2 separate regions of the Anas platyrhynchos genome follow, and region 1 is linked to region 2. The links are chromatin contacts, called in public Hi-C maps. All regions are on one chromosome and are shown on one strand. The core of a region is the stretch at or near the end of the contact, and the rest is flanking DNA. Distances in the headings are between cores, read along the strand shown. Region 1 holds the start of DLL4 (delta like canonical Notch ligand 4). Region 2 has its middle 60 kb from the start of VPS18.

What was found. Hi-C and Micro-C count contacts between places; a contact is called where the count stands out from the background.
Region 1: a Hi-C map of liver shows a contact between it and region 2, with 1.5 times the contacts expected there. The contact joins the promoter of DLL4 here to the enhancer-like site in region 2. A contact is called at or near these places in 2 of 8 Hi-C or Micro-C datasets (liver and skeletal muscle).

What each region holds. Positions count from the first base shown.
Region 1 is chr5:33,200,802-33,207,254 of IASCAAS_PekinDuck_T2T, forward strand. DLL4 (delta like canonical Notch ligand 4) reads left to right here and starts at 3,877. Exons shown (of 11, transcript XM_027459564.3): 1 at 3,877-4,657; 2 at 4,798-5,061; 3 at 5,390-5,447; 4 at 6,184-6,453. The coding sequence starts at 4,604.
Region 2 is chr5:33,135,307-33,142,184 of IASCAAS_PekinDuck_T2T, forward strand. No RefSeq gene overlaps it. Among named protein-coding and RNA genes, the nearest start is that of VPS18, 60 kb to the left of the region's middle. Within about 2 kb of position 4,560, at least 2 of the 8 cell types and tissues checked have an H3K27ac peak or open chromatin away from gene starts, as enhancers often do.

The DNA.
Region 1 (6,453 bases), core at 2,627-5,126, 65 kb after region 2:
TCCAGGGGTGCTTTTTATGAGAAATCCCAATTCTGTCCAACCATCTCAGATAAAAGTGCCAAATGACTGCGTGGACTTCTTGCTGGCTTCCAAAGGCAATTGGGCTCCCACAGCCAGGTGCATTGAAAGTGGCACCCACAGCCTGCACTGAATTAATTAAGAAAGAAACAGACCCACATAACTGAAATACATACATATCTATAATTTTTTACTTATTCAGATTCAGCTGCCTTTGAAAGGCACAATAGCACAATAAATTAAGCAATAAGCGTGGTCACACAAGATCCCAGGAATACTAAAATCGCCTCTGGAGGAGGAAATTGGTCAGCCTGGCGCTGCTCCCTCCCTCTATGAGGAAACTGCCCAGTGAAACCTCCCCACGCCACATTACTCACTCCACTTTCTCATCTCCCCAGTGACGCTGTTTTCTCTCCCCTGAGACCTGCAGGGAGACACCTGGAGAGGTTCCACCCTGCTCCCCCAGCTCAGCTCGGCACAGCACACCTCAGCCCCGACACCCACACAAGGATGGGGTCCCCTGTCCCACAAGGTCCCCGTGCAGGGGTCCCAAGCCAGCCTCACCCCAGCATGAAGATAACACAGGGTTAAGGAAGGTGGGATCGGTGACTTTAGTGCTCGGCACAAATAGGAAAGAATAAACAAAAGGCACTTTTTAATGTTTTGTGTCCTTCCCAGCTCCAGTCCGTGCCCTGGCAGAGAGTTTCAGCCGAGGCGAAGCCCGGGGCTGGGCGGCTGTGCCGGTGGGGCGCTGGGCTGGGGTAGGGCTTGGGAGCTGCTGTGGCATCTGGCATGAAAAAATGTCCCGGGAAGCTGTTACATTAAATGGCCAAATCGATTTATTGAATGGCAGGTGTTAGCTACAAACAGATGGAGAACATAAAGGCATAAGCAGGCATTTGTATGGAAAAGAAGCCATCGATTTGGAGCTGAGAGGCTCAATAGTGATCGTTATACCCTTTAATAGAAATGTTCTTATTTTTATGGGCTCGGCTCCGAGCAACAATGGGCACACACACAACGCCGCGCTGCCCCGGCGCCCGGCCAGGGCCGGGGGGGCCGCTCCGAGCCGAGCCGGACCGGGCGGTGCGGGGCCGGGCGGTGCGGGGCGGAGGGGGGATGCTGTGCCGAGCCGTGCCTTGCCGAGCTGTGCCTTGCCGAGCCGAGCCGAGCCGAGCCGAGCCGCGCTGTCCCAGTTGGCACACGGCGTGCCCGGCCGGCCCGTGGCAGCGCCCCGCGGCAGATGAGGCACGCGCCGGCCTCATTACAATGAGAATGGGCAGGCTGGAGGAGCCATGTGGCAGCAACAGTTTGCAAATCCCCCCTCCTTCTGTGCGAATCGGGAAACATTTCCAAACATTTGTACCCCAAATCGACCACATTAACACCCCTCGGAGCGGCTCTCCCTGGAGAGATGCTCCGCGCTATGGACATTTAGGCAGAAACAAAACAAGCAAGGGGGATTTTTCTTTTCTTTTCTCCCTTTCTTAGGCTCTCTGGGTGTGTGTCAGCGCTGAATCGATGCGCAACTTTCTAGCTAAGGGGTTTAAAAGCCATCGGGGAATCCGGCTCACGGAGTGGGGCAGGGGCGGCGGGCGGGGAACAGACGGGCAAGCTCCGGGCTCGGGTGCCCGGTAAAGCACCCCTCAGGTCCCGATAAAGCACCCCTCGGTTCCTGGTAAAGCACCCCTTAGATCCCAGTAAAGCACCCCTCAGGTCTTGGCAAAGCATCCCTCGGGTGCCCGGTAGAGCATCTCTCGGGCAGGCGCTGGGGCAGACCGGGACCCCTGCCGAGCACGGCAGTGGGCAGATGAGGAACCCCCCCGAGTGTCCCCGAAATCGCGTGGGGGCTGCAGCCGAGCCTTTTGCTCCTGTCCCTATAGGAGCCGCGGCCCCACGGCCGCAGGTGGGGCGGGTATCCCCCGAGACGCCTGCAGGGCACCGAGCTGCGGGCGTGCTGCTCCCAAAATAAACGCAGGGAAAGGCTCACGCGTGTCCCCTTCCAAAAAAACCCGTGTGCCTGCACTTTGTGGCCGGAGCTCCGGCTCTGGGGTGTCCCCCCGGCCTGGCACCCCACGCGAGGTGCTGGCCCTACACGCCACACTCCGGTGGATCCCCTAAGTAACGGCTGCACTTTCAGACTCAGCTGTCCGATGCTGTTAACGCAACTTTTTTTTTTCCATCTGAAGCCTGTGTGCGTGTGTCAACATGCAGCAGGTGGTTTATTATATTCCCCGGTTATTATTTTATTAGGGCTCTCTTTATAGCCGCAATCACAATAATGCCCTGGAGTTTCGAGGAGGATTTTACATCTCTTTCGCACCACTCGCTCCGGCTTCTGGAAATATTTGTTTTGTGGGGACACGTGGGGAGTTGCAGCGACTTGTGGAGCCCGGGCAGAGCATGCAAACTGGGTGCAAAGCTCAGGGCGGCAGCCACCGGGCCTTGGGAAGGTGGTGGTGGCACCCGCCTAGGTGCGCGGCCAGGGGATCGCAGCGAGGTTTGGCGGAGCTGTGAAAAGCAGAGATCAGCTTGTCTTGCTTTAACCTACATTAGCTCCGGGTCCATATGGTAGATGCTGCCTGTGGATCTCCAGCACCAAAGCGGGGCCTATTCTTGCACGCCGCCCTGCTTGTGCCAGATGGTGCCTGGACCAAGTGGCCATGCGTGGGGTGGCTCTGGTTAGCCTAATAAACGTCCAATACAAGTCAAAAATCAAAACACACACATACTAACATCTGCTAGAGCCTGCAGTACCCAGCTAGCCTTTCAATACTGAATTAAAGAGCCCCACAGCCCTTCTGTTCCCCTAGGTTAGACACTCATTACCATTTATCAAGCACTGATGTTATCTGGCCTCTCATTTTATTTAGTACCGAAGCTATTAGCATCAGATTTGATTTTGACAGTTGACGCTGCTGCTGGTAAAGCCGGGATCTGGCCGGGCGGATCGCCGCAAAATTCCGAGTCCATCAGCGGCGACACATTCCTCCTCCCGCCTTGTTTACGAGGCCGAGACAAAAGAGCTCCCCTCGGGTGCCTCTGCCCGCGCCTCGGCTCCCCCGCAGCCCCCGCACCGTGCCCGCGGTGCCCCCCCATCCCCATCCCCATCCCCATCCCCATCCCCATCCCCATCCCCATCCCCTTCCCCATCCCCTTCCCCACCCCGGGACCGGCTCCGCGGGGAGGCGCGGCCGGGGGGCGCCGCTTCGTGCTGCCGCGGCCGGGACCCGGCTTCTCCCCCCCTTTTTCTCCCCCCCGGTCCCAAAAGAGCCCGGGCTGGGGAACGGCAGCGGCAGCCCCGAGGCCCCAGGGCGGCTTCCCAGGTGCCCCACGCCGCCAAGGTTCGCAGCCTTGCGAGCGCGGCGCTGGCATAAAGGTGGCAAGACCTCATTACCATACAGCTGAAGGTTTATCTCTCCCTCCCCAACCCCCCCCTCCCCCCCCCCGCCTCCCTCCGGCCTCCCATCCATTTAACAAGCTGAACTAAACAGCCACATGAAAGGCCTTCTCTGTGCTTGGCTTTAATGAGGGACACGCGACCCGACAATAAGCGCCCGCTGCAATCAGGCCGACGCTCGGCTGGCACACGCCGCCCCGCAGCCCCCATCGCCCCCCCCAGCCCCAAGCCCGGCTCCCCGGGGGGGTCCCCACCGCTCCTCGCCCCCCGCCCCGGCCGGGCTGCGGTGCCCCGGCGCGTCCCGGAGGCGGTGGCGGGGCCGTCCCGTGCCGTGCCGTGCCGTGCCGAGCCGGTCGGTGCCGTGCGAGCGCCCCTTTTGCTTTTGCTTTCTGGGTCCAGCGGGGCGAGAGCGGGGAGCGGCGGGGACGGGACGGGACGGGCCGGGACGGGACGGGAGCGGCGGCCGTCGGGGGCCGAGCGGGGCGGCGAGGCGGGCAGGACGGGTGCTTTGCAACGCTTCGGCCCCTATTGTTCGGCCGCCCCGGGAGGCTGCTCCTCGGAGAGGCGTCCGCTTTTGCAGGGAGCTCTCCCTCCCCGCGCTGTAAATATCTCAACAGATGCTCGGCTCGCTCCTAATCAGCTCGGCTCCTCGGCGGCCAGCGCGGCGGCAGCGGCAGCGGAGCGGCAGCAGGGAATTAGCGCCGGTTCTGCGGGCTCCCCGCAACATTTGGCTCCTTTTTCCAGAAAGGAAAGATGGAAAAGGGGAGGGATCGCCCGTGAGGCTGACTGACGGTTTACATAATGAGCTTGCGAGGATGCGAGGCAACTATATAAACAGCTCGGAGGGAAGCGAGTTTTCCATTTACCGAGCGCTGTTCGCACCAGTCCAAGGAGGAGCGGTCCAACACTAAGCACTCCCCTTCGCGTCTCTCCCCAAACCCACCCGGCTTTGGAGTTTACAAAGGCGCCAGGAGCGGTCGGAGCTCGGGGGTTGGCTGCAGGATTTCATTCCCAGCAGGGGACGGTCTCACCCCACACCTGGATTTTTACCTCCCGCTTTCTGCCGCTGCTCGGGGAATACTGGCGAGGGCGGGTCGCGCTGCGAGGGGCGCCCACCCGGACCCTTTGAGGAATACAGGAGGAAAGCTAAACCCTGGGAGAGCTGGAAGCGCCGCTTCCACGAGGATGACAGCCTTGCGCAGCTTTGGCTTGACGTTTCTGTTAATGGTTTTGCAGCAGGTAATCACGCAGCGAGCTAACTAAGCGAATACGTGGAAGGGGTTCGCGGAGCGCAGAGCGGGTGCCGGACGCCAGCTCGCGTGGCGGAGCCCGGGTAAGGTGTGATTTGGGTTTTTTGTGTGTGTCTCCCCTTTGTGCAGGGGGTGGCCGGCTCCGGCGTCTTCCAGCTGGAGCTGCACGAGTTCGTCAACAGCCACGGGTCGCTGGCCAGCGGCAAGCCCTGCGCCCCGCACTGCAGGACCTTCTTTCGCGTGTGCCTCAAGCACTTCCAGGCGGTGGTCTCCCCGGGGCCCTGCACTTTCGGCAGCATCATCACCCCGGTTCTGGGGACGAACTCCTTCAGCGTCAAGGACACGGAGAAATTTGACAGCCCCATCAAGCTGCCCTTTAACTTCACGTGGCCGGTGAGACTCCGCTCGGAGCGCCGAGCGCGGCCGCGGGGCAAGGAGGGCGGCAGGGAAAGGCTGAGCTGGCGCGGAGCGAACCGCTCTCGCCGGTAGACTTCTTGCCAGAGCTTCCTTTAAGGGAAAAAAAAAAAAAAGAGAGAGAAAAAAAAAAAAAAAAGAAAAAAAAAAGGAGAGGAAAAAAAAAAAAGAAAAAAAAAAAAAAGAAAAAAAAAAAGAAAAAAAAAAGAGAAAAAAAGAAAAAAAAAAAAAGAGGGGTGGGGGGTGAGGGATAACACGACCCGCACGGGGCGCGGGGCCGTGCTGACGCTGCTCTCTCCGCCCGCAGGGAACCTTCTCGCTCATCATCCAGGCCTGGCACGCTCCCGCCAACTACCTGCCGCAAGGTGAGCGCGCCGCGCGCCGCCGGCAGGGGGCGCGCCGCACCCGCTGCGCGCTCCCGACACCCCCCCCCCCCACACCCCACCTCCAACCCCGGTCGCGGTCCCAGCCCCGGTCCCGGTCCCAGCCCCCCCCCCCCCGCTCCCCCGACCCCCCCGGCTCAGCTGTTTATCCGATAATTTCACGGCCGGCTTTATCCGACCATCAGCAGCCCGGTCCCCCAACGATATCCATCAGGGGCCGCTTTGATTCTGTCCCGACCCAATCTCCAACACAATTGCGTTTCCTCCGGTTTATTTTTGGCGTGGGAAAGAAAGGAGCTCTGCGGTGAGAAAGCTGCGAGGCTGCCAAAGAGCCCCGGCCGCCTTTTCCTGTATTTTACACCTTTCTCGAATTCCGCCCTTTGGAAAGGAATAATGGCTTTGGGATGTTTTTCTGACAAGAGAGGAAAAAGGATATTCCAGCAGCACAGCAGCCCTCGCTTTGAAAGGCCTCTCTCCGCAGAGCCTCTGCAGCCTGGGTTAACGCTCACCGAAACCGGGGGCACCAAATTAACGCTCCAACCCTCCTCAGTGGGGCCACTGCACACACATATTTGGGACAGGGGTTCCTGGGGCAGACAGCGGTGGTGGTGGTGATGGAGGTAGTGATGATGGTGGTGATGGCTTTGATGGTGGTGGTGGTGATGGTTTTGATGGTGGTGGTGGTAGCAGGCTGCTGACACCGTCCCTTGTCCCCCAGGCTCCCAGCTGCCATCCGAGGACTGGCTCATCAGCCAGATGGCGATCCAGCGGTCGCTGGCGGTGGGCGAGGACTGGTCGCAGGACGTGCAGAAGGGCCCGCTGACCCAGCTGCGCTACTCCTACCGGGTGGTCTGCAGCGAGAACTACTACGGGGACAGCTGCTCGCGCCTCTGCAAGCGCCGTGATGACCGCTTCGGCCACTACGTCTGCGAGGCTGATGGCAGCCTGGCCTGCCTGCCCGGCTGGACCGGAGAGTACTGCACCGAGC
Region 2 (6,878 bases), core at 3,310-5,809:
GGAAGAATAGAAAGGGTGTCAGGGTCTCAACAGGCAGAACAGTGGCTGTCACTGGATCCTGGATCAATCATCTGGTGGCACGGCTCCTTCTTCTTTCAAAGACCACAGCACGAGGCTACTTTCTGAGCAGGCACCTCTTGGGCCAGGAGATCTGGGCAGGATAGCTGTAGTCCTCTTCTGCTCAGCTGAGTGGAAGGCAGCAGCACATCTCTCATCCTGACCCACTGCCTGCCCTCGATGCTCACCAGCTACTTGCAAACACTGGAGAGACACGCAAGTGTCGAGGAGTGTCTTCATTATCTCTTGCTGAATGCAGTGAAGATCTATGGCTCTGTTTCTTGTCACTTTTGTCAGGAAGGATCCAGTGTGCATTCTGTGGTTTAAAGTCAAAACTGAAAGCATTTCCCTGTCCTCTCTTTCCCCAGATCCAGCAGTTGTGGTGTTGCCCGTTTTGCTTTCTCTGCCTAATCATGCAGCAGCACATTCTGGTGAGGGGCAAAGCAAACAAGCTGCTGAGGCAGACTGACAGGATGAGAAATGGAGAACGAGGAGCAGAGCCTAGCGAGGGAACCCGACACCCTGTGTGCTGGCCAGGGAACTTGCCTCTCTTTTCTTCACTCTGTCGCAGCACGCTCGGCACCTCCAGGGCTCAGGTACCGAGTTTTCCAAGTCACGTTGTGCCAGGTACGTTGTGTGGAGGGCGGTACTGAGCAGAAGTTGCTTGGTGAGCTAACCCCACGAGCTACCTTCTCTGAAGTGTCTGTGCTTGCTTTCAGCTTTCGTATGGGGATGAAATTTGCTCAGGACCCAGAGCCCTCCTGTAAGAGCAATGCGCCGTGACTCAATCAGTGCGTGTGGATTCCTGCTTCCTCCCTTCTGAGCCTGCTTTTCTCACTCCTCTGCAATGGGCAAGGTGGACCCAGCCTGCATGCAGCTGTCTGTGTCCCCAGGGAAGTGACATTTTCTGGGCAGGGAACTGCCACGGCTGCATCCCCTTCCTCCTGCTGTGGAGATATTCCCTGGGGGAGCATCTGAGTGGTTGCCGTAAGAGCATCGTGCCGGGCTTCTCCTCTGCTCCTGTATCCTGCAAAGGGCTGAGGAACACAGCTGTCTCCAGCCTCAATGAGCAAAGAAACCTGTCACCTCCTGCTCCCTTTTCCTGACAGCAGGAAGGCCATGGGGAAGGAGGATCCCACCCTGTCCCACACCACAGCCCTTCATTTGGAGTCATAGACAGCCACCCCCTAAAATGCAGTCTTTCTCTGGCAGGAGGGCATCCAAACTGACCTTCATGTTTATTTGCCAACAGCAAGGTCTGGCAGTAAGCAGTCTGCATTGGCGGCGCAGTGTTTCGCTCTGCAAAGCCCCTTGCTACCCCGTATTCCTTGTAGTCAGCAGGCAGACAGCGAAAAATGCAACTCCAGGGACAGGCTGGAGAAAGCAGGGCCCCGCAGCCAGAGCAAGTACAGCTGAGTGGGTGGAGTGTGGCATGCTGAGAAGGAATTGCCTTTGTTATTTCAACACAAGTGAATGCAGAAATTCAGTTTCTGATGATGTCCTGAACTCTGCTCCCAGTGTCACCAGCGCCCCAATTCTGCCAACACAAACACAGATGCCTGGCCAAAGAAAGAAAACCTCTGCAGCTTCACACCAGCACCCTCCTTCATACCCTGGTATCCAGATAACTGCTTTAGTTAGGCAAGCAACTTGGATAAACAGTTGCACCACAGAGCAGCCAGCTGCTCAACCAGGGAGCGCTGGAGCCTGTCAGAGACAGGCGAATGGGAGGCAAAATGAGCAGGGAACTGGATTTTATGGAATGGGCAAGAAAACAAACATAGCTAAGAAAGTTAGTTGAGGTACAAATTAAAGTAGAATCAGAAGGATCAACTTAGGTATGCATCCTAGGCTGAGAGCATTGGGAAACACTCATTTGGGATTTGTTTGACCAGGTTTAGGCCTTACATCCAGAACTTTCCCAGGAGAGTTTCTAGATTCACAGCAGAGGGCAAAAATACAGGATGGAGAAAGCAAAAATTTGCTATTTTCAGCTGACCTGGTAAAAGCCCCTTCCCACTGCCCTGGAAGTCACAACACAAGCAGCACTGCCAGCAGGTCTTTGCAGCAGCCTGGAGTGGTGTTGTGATGTGTCTGGGCATCTGTGCTCTGCTTCCTTTTTTCAGGAGCTGAACTGAGGAGCAGTCACATGCATGATGGCACAGAAGAAAACACGATGCAGAAGCAGCACACCTGTGGAGTCTGGTTTCTACCTCTCCCCAGAGAGGAGTGCTCATGTTTTGGGGCTCAGAGGGAGCACAGCTTCTTTGAATGCAGCTGCAGATCAAACCAGTTGGGGTGGCATCCTTCAGGTACACCCTCAGGGTTGGTTTTGCAGACAGCTTTCACACCTGCTGCCTCTTCTGGTTTGTTAGGACAGAAGCAAGAATTGGACATGGCCCCTTGGCACCAGCAGTCATACAAATAGCCAGCCAGACTTAGCTGTGGGACTGCATGCCCTCTTCTCTGGGCCAGCAGAAGGCATCAGCAGGCCTGCTAACACTCTTCCTAACATGGCCTTCGCTCTGGCCTGCCTTGAACAGTGACCTTGAGCCCTTCCAGCTGTACTTAGCAAGGTTAATATTCATCTCCTGCAGGGCAGTTGCTGAGTGACTCCCACAACATGCCATGCTGTGAAAGTTCAGGTCAGGGCAGCTCTGACCCCATCACCGGCCACCCAAAGCACAGCCGGCAGAAGAGGACCAAGCCTCCTGTGACCATGCTGGTGGCAGACCTTGAGATGTTAGAGCTGGGGGCTTGAGGAGCTGCAGACATATACAAGCATCTCCAAAGTGCTTGTGTATGTCTGTGCTGGCCCTTGAGAGGTCTCTTCTCCTTTGCCCAAAGAGAACGAGGTTGATGCCGCCTCAGCCTGGACATAAATATCCCCCAGCCCAGGGAGCAGGGACACAGCACCCTGATGAAGGAGATGTCCCAAATGTCCCTAGACACAACACACCTGGTTCACGGTGATGCCACTCAGCTGACAGCTTGCCCGGCTGCTCTCCCAAGAGGCACTGAGGGAGCTTGTTGCAGTCACAGGCGTGGTGGTAAAGCTAAGGCAGGGTTTTGCTGCAGAGAGAGGGAGAGGGTCACCTGCTGGGTCGTGTTTCAGCATCACACCCTGTTTTAGTCTCTTTTTCCCTTTCTCTGCAGCACACCCCTGGTACAAAGGATTTGACACCGGGCGATTATCTGAAACCAGAGACACAAGGTGTTGGTGCATCTCTGGTTACAGATATTATACTGAAGCCTTTGCTCTTCCTGCTCATGAGCATGTTACCCTGTAGGGTTTTGTTTGTTTGTTTGTTTTGTTTCCCTATGTAATTAATGCAGTGAAGCAAAAACACTGTCCATATAACTATAAGGATGTCAGGTGACCAGATATAACTATTCGTTTTTAAGGTGACAGATAGACGGATATCTGAGGTAGTCTTCATTTTTGAATATTCGTGTTTTGAAAATGACAGCTACACTCATCTATTTGGGGTGTCTGTGGTTATTGGCTATCGTCAATTTCTGGACCTGAGGCTTCCCTGAGGTCAAAGTAGAAATATTCAGCAACTGCCTGAGCTACACAGATGTTGTGCATCCCCTTGACAGTGTTTACTATTTGCAGGATTATTTTAAATAAATAACACTTTCAATCTGAGAGTTTGTCGTCTCCATCAAGATGGCCTCATACAGCAGTAAAGAGAAGAAGAAGAAAAAAGAAAAAGGAATAGAGATACAAGTAGGCAAGAAAGGAAGAGAGGGAGATAGGAGCCAACTAAGCTGCGTGCTATCCCATAGTTTATTAACATTTGATTAGCATAATGAATATTCAGCCCCATTATTATCTTATTGTTCCTCTTTGCATAGTATGTTAAGTATGAAAAGTTTCTTCTGTGGGTTTTTTCATTGCAAATTTTGCCCCTGGAGAATGAGTTCTCCTTATCAAAAGAGTCTTAAGACTAAGGATTAGGCAGAAAAAACAAAGGAAAAGGAAAATATGTTGCAAGGAACATGTCTCATGTCTCGTAAAATCCAAAGCCAAATGATTTCTATCATGCATCTAAGACTTACAAGGGATTGTTGACCAGGATACAGTTTTAAAATGTGTGCGCTCTGTGCCTGTTGTTATCTTTATATGGCAGTAGCGTTACATTTCAATGCGCCAGTATCTAACCCGCTGGTTAAATTTGTTTTGAAGATTGTTTAAGAGGCGATTGTCAAACTGAAACAGCATCAGCTTGGCACCGGGCCAACATCTGTGGCTGAAATGCAGATCAGCACGGGAGCAGGAGCCCGTCGTCGCCAGCTCCTGATCTGCCCCTGAGGCAGAGCTGGAAGAAGATGCGGGGAATTGCTCCTGAAGGCTCCTGGCTCCCAGGATGGCCCAGAGACACCTCGGGGCGGCCGGGTGGGCTCTGCCCGGGTGCTGCCTGGGGGAGGCCCCTGGCACAGCCTCCCCGCAGCCGGGCCCAGCCGTTGCTCAATAAATCATCCTGACCGCGGGAGGGAGGCCGGGGGGAAGGAAGAGGAACCGCGAGTGTTGATTTGTTTTTCTTTAAAGCCCAGGCTCGGGGCAGCCATGGCCCCACCTCACAACTTTCAGCCCAGGGAAGGCCATGTGCCCATCAGACCCTCGGTACCAGCTCCTCCAGAGGGGCATGGGGGCCCATGAGGGTGGTGTAGGTGTGTGGCCGAGGTGTGGGGAAGCGGAGGCTGGGGCTCTGTGCTGGGAAAGTCTCCGGGCAGTTTTCTCTTCAGATCAATGAACACGCTCGGAAAAAGGAGCGGAGGAGCTCGCCAGCACGGCTGGAGGGGGCCGCAGGGGCAGGCAGCCAAGGCAAACAAGGAAGCCACCTGATGTGACCGGGGTCAGATAAGAGAGTCGTCACTTCGGGAGCAGGTGCTTCCTGCACTGCGCGCTTGCCCAGCCCCAGCCCCGCCGCCCGCGAGGCAGCCTGTGGCCGACAGCTCCCTGAGGCGGCCGCCTGGTGTCCTGGTGTCCCGGGTCGGGGCTCTCCACGTCCTGTGTCCACCTGGTGAATCCAGGAGGAGCAACGCCTCTCCTCAGCCCCACGGCTAGCACTGGTCTCAGGGCTCCTCCCGGGTGCTGGCTGCGAGCACTTGCTTTGATCTGAGCACCCACAAATGATTAAAGGGATTGTGCTGAATGGATAATGGAGGACTGCTCTGATGGGGAGCAAAGATGGTTGGCCGGGGACACTAGCCACCCTAAGATTGAAGTGAGCTTTGTAAGATGCTGAGCTGGGCTGGGAGACCCCAGGGTTTGTTTTTGTCCCTTCAGGGTCCAGATAAAACCAAACAAGGCCTTCAGGAGCTGATTTCCCTCATCTTTACGCTGCTGAAGCCCAGACCCTAATGCAAGAAAGGACCATGCCAGGAGGTGCCCAAGAGAGACCCAGCTGTGTGGTATGGCTGCAAAGGTACCCAAAGCCAGGCTCTCCACCTGGGGCAGCCCATGGCTCCCCCTGCCCAAAGCAGGACCTCCACAGCCAGCAAGAGGCTCCAAAACAGGGTTACATGGTGCACAGTTTCCTGACAGTAGCCTCCTCTGTATACAGCAATAGATCATATTAATGGAGAGGGATGAGGTCAGCACTTCTTCTAGGATCCATGTGTATATAGGAGTATATATCATATTAATGAGGAGGGATGAGGTCAGCACTTCTTTTAGGATCCATCTGTCGGCTGTTCTTCAGCAATTCTGCTCTTTGCTTACCGCCGTCTCTCTTTTTTCCCTCCTGGCAAGCCACATTTACTGGAGAACATGGCTCTCCCTATCTCTTCAAATGCACTGACATGTTTCCAGACCTGCCAGAAGATGAAAGGAGGGCTTAAATAGGAAACCCAGAGGGTGTCTTCCCCTTCCTTGTGCGCAGCCAAGACATGAACACCAAAGTTCAGGCGGGAAGCTGGGGCCATCTACAGCTGATAGAAAATGTATTGGAGAAAGGAACCTATTTGGGAGCATACACAGCACAACTTGCCCAGGACATAGGTATGTGATGTTGTCCTCAAAGACACTGAAGAGAAGCAGGCCACAAAGAACAGCAGGCAGCAGCTACTTGAAATGACATGAGTTGCAGTTCTTAACTGGGCATAAAGTGGCTGATGACAGCCTTTTGTTTAACAAGTTAGCATTTTACCACACTGCTTTCTAGCAATAAGACTTGTGGTCTCCTAGAAATGAGCAGGAGGGCCTCGCAGGATGTAAATCTGGTCCTGTTCAGGGTTCAAGGTGGGCTCTTGTCTGTTGAGATTATGGTTGGATTTATATGAAAAGGTGAGAAAGCATTTTCACAAGGAATGCTTACCAATGGCTACAGGAGAACTCAAGGTTTGAACACCATGTTGATTCCCCATCTCTGTCATTGATTTGCCTTGTGAATTTGGATAAATGGTACCTATGGTACCTTGGTAGTTGCAGGCTTCACTAATCACCTTGGTCTCTGGCAGATAAATATGAAACTCATTGTGAATGTGAGAAGAAAGTATTTCAGAGGTGAATGGGTTAATGCTCCAAAGTTCTCTGAGAGCCCTGGGTGACTAATTAACAGGAGATGAATCCAAAGTAGCGGAGCAGGGTAGAACTGAAAGGAGATTTATACCTGAGGGGTCTCCGATGGCTTATGAGTAGGCAGATCAGAAAGGCCAGATGTAACCATTATAAATATGATTGTGCTTAGAATGTCAGAAATTTCCAAAACAGGCAGAAAGGCCATTGTATTCCAACTAGTGCTCAAATGCCACGTCACTTGGGAAGCCCTGCATGTATTCCTCTGATCACGCAGGCACATCAATGGCATCTC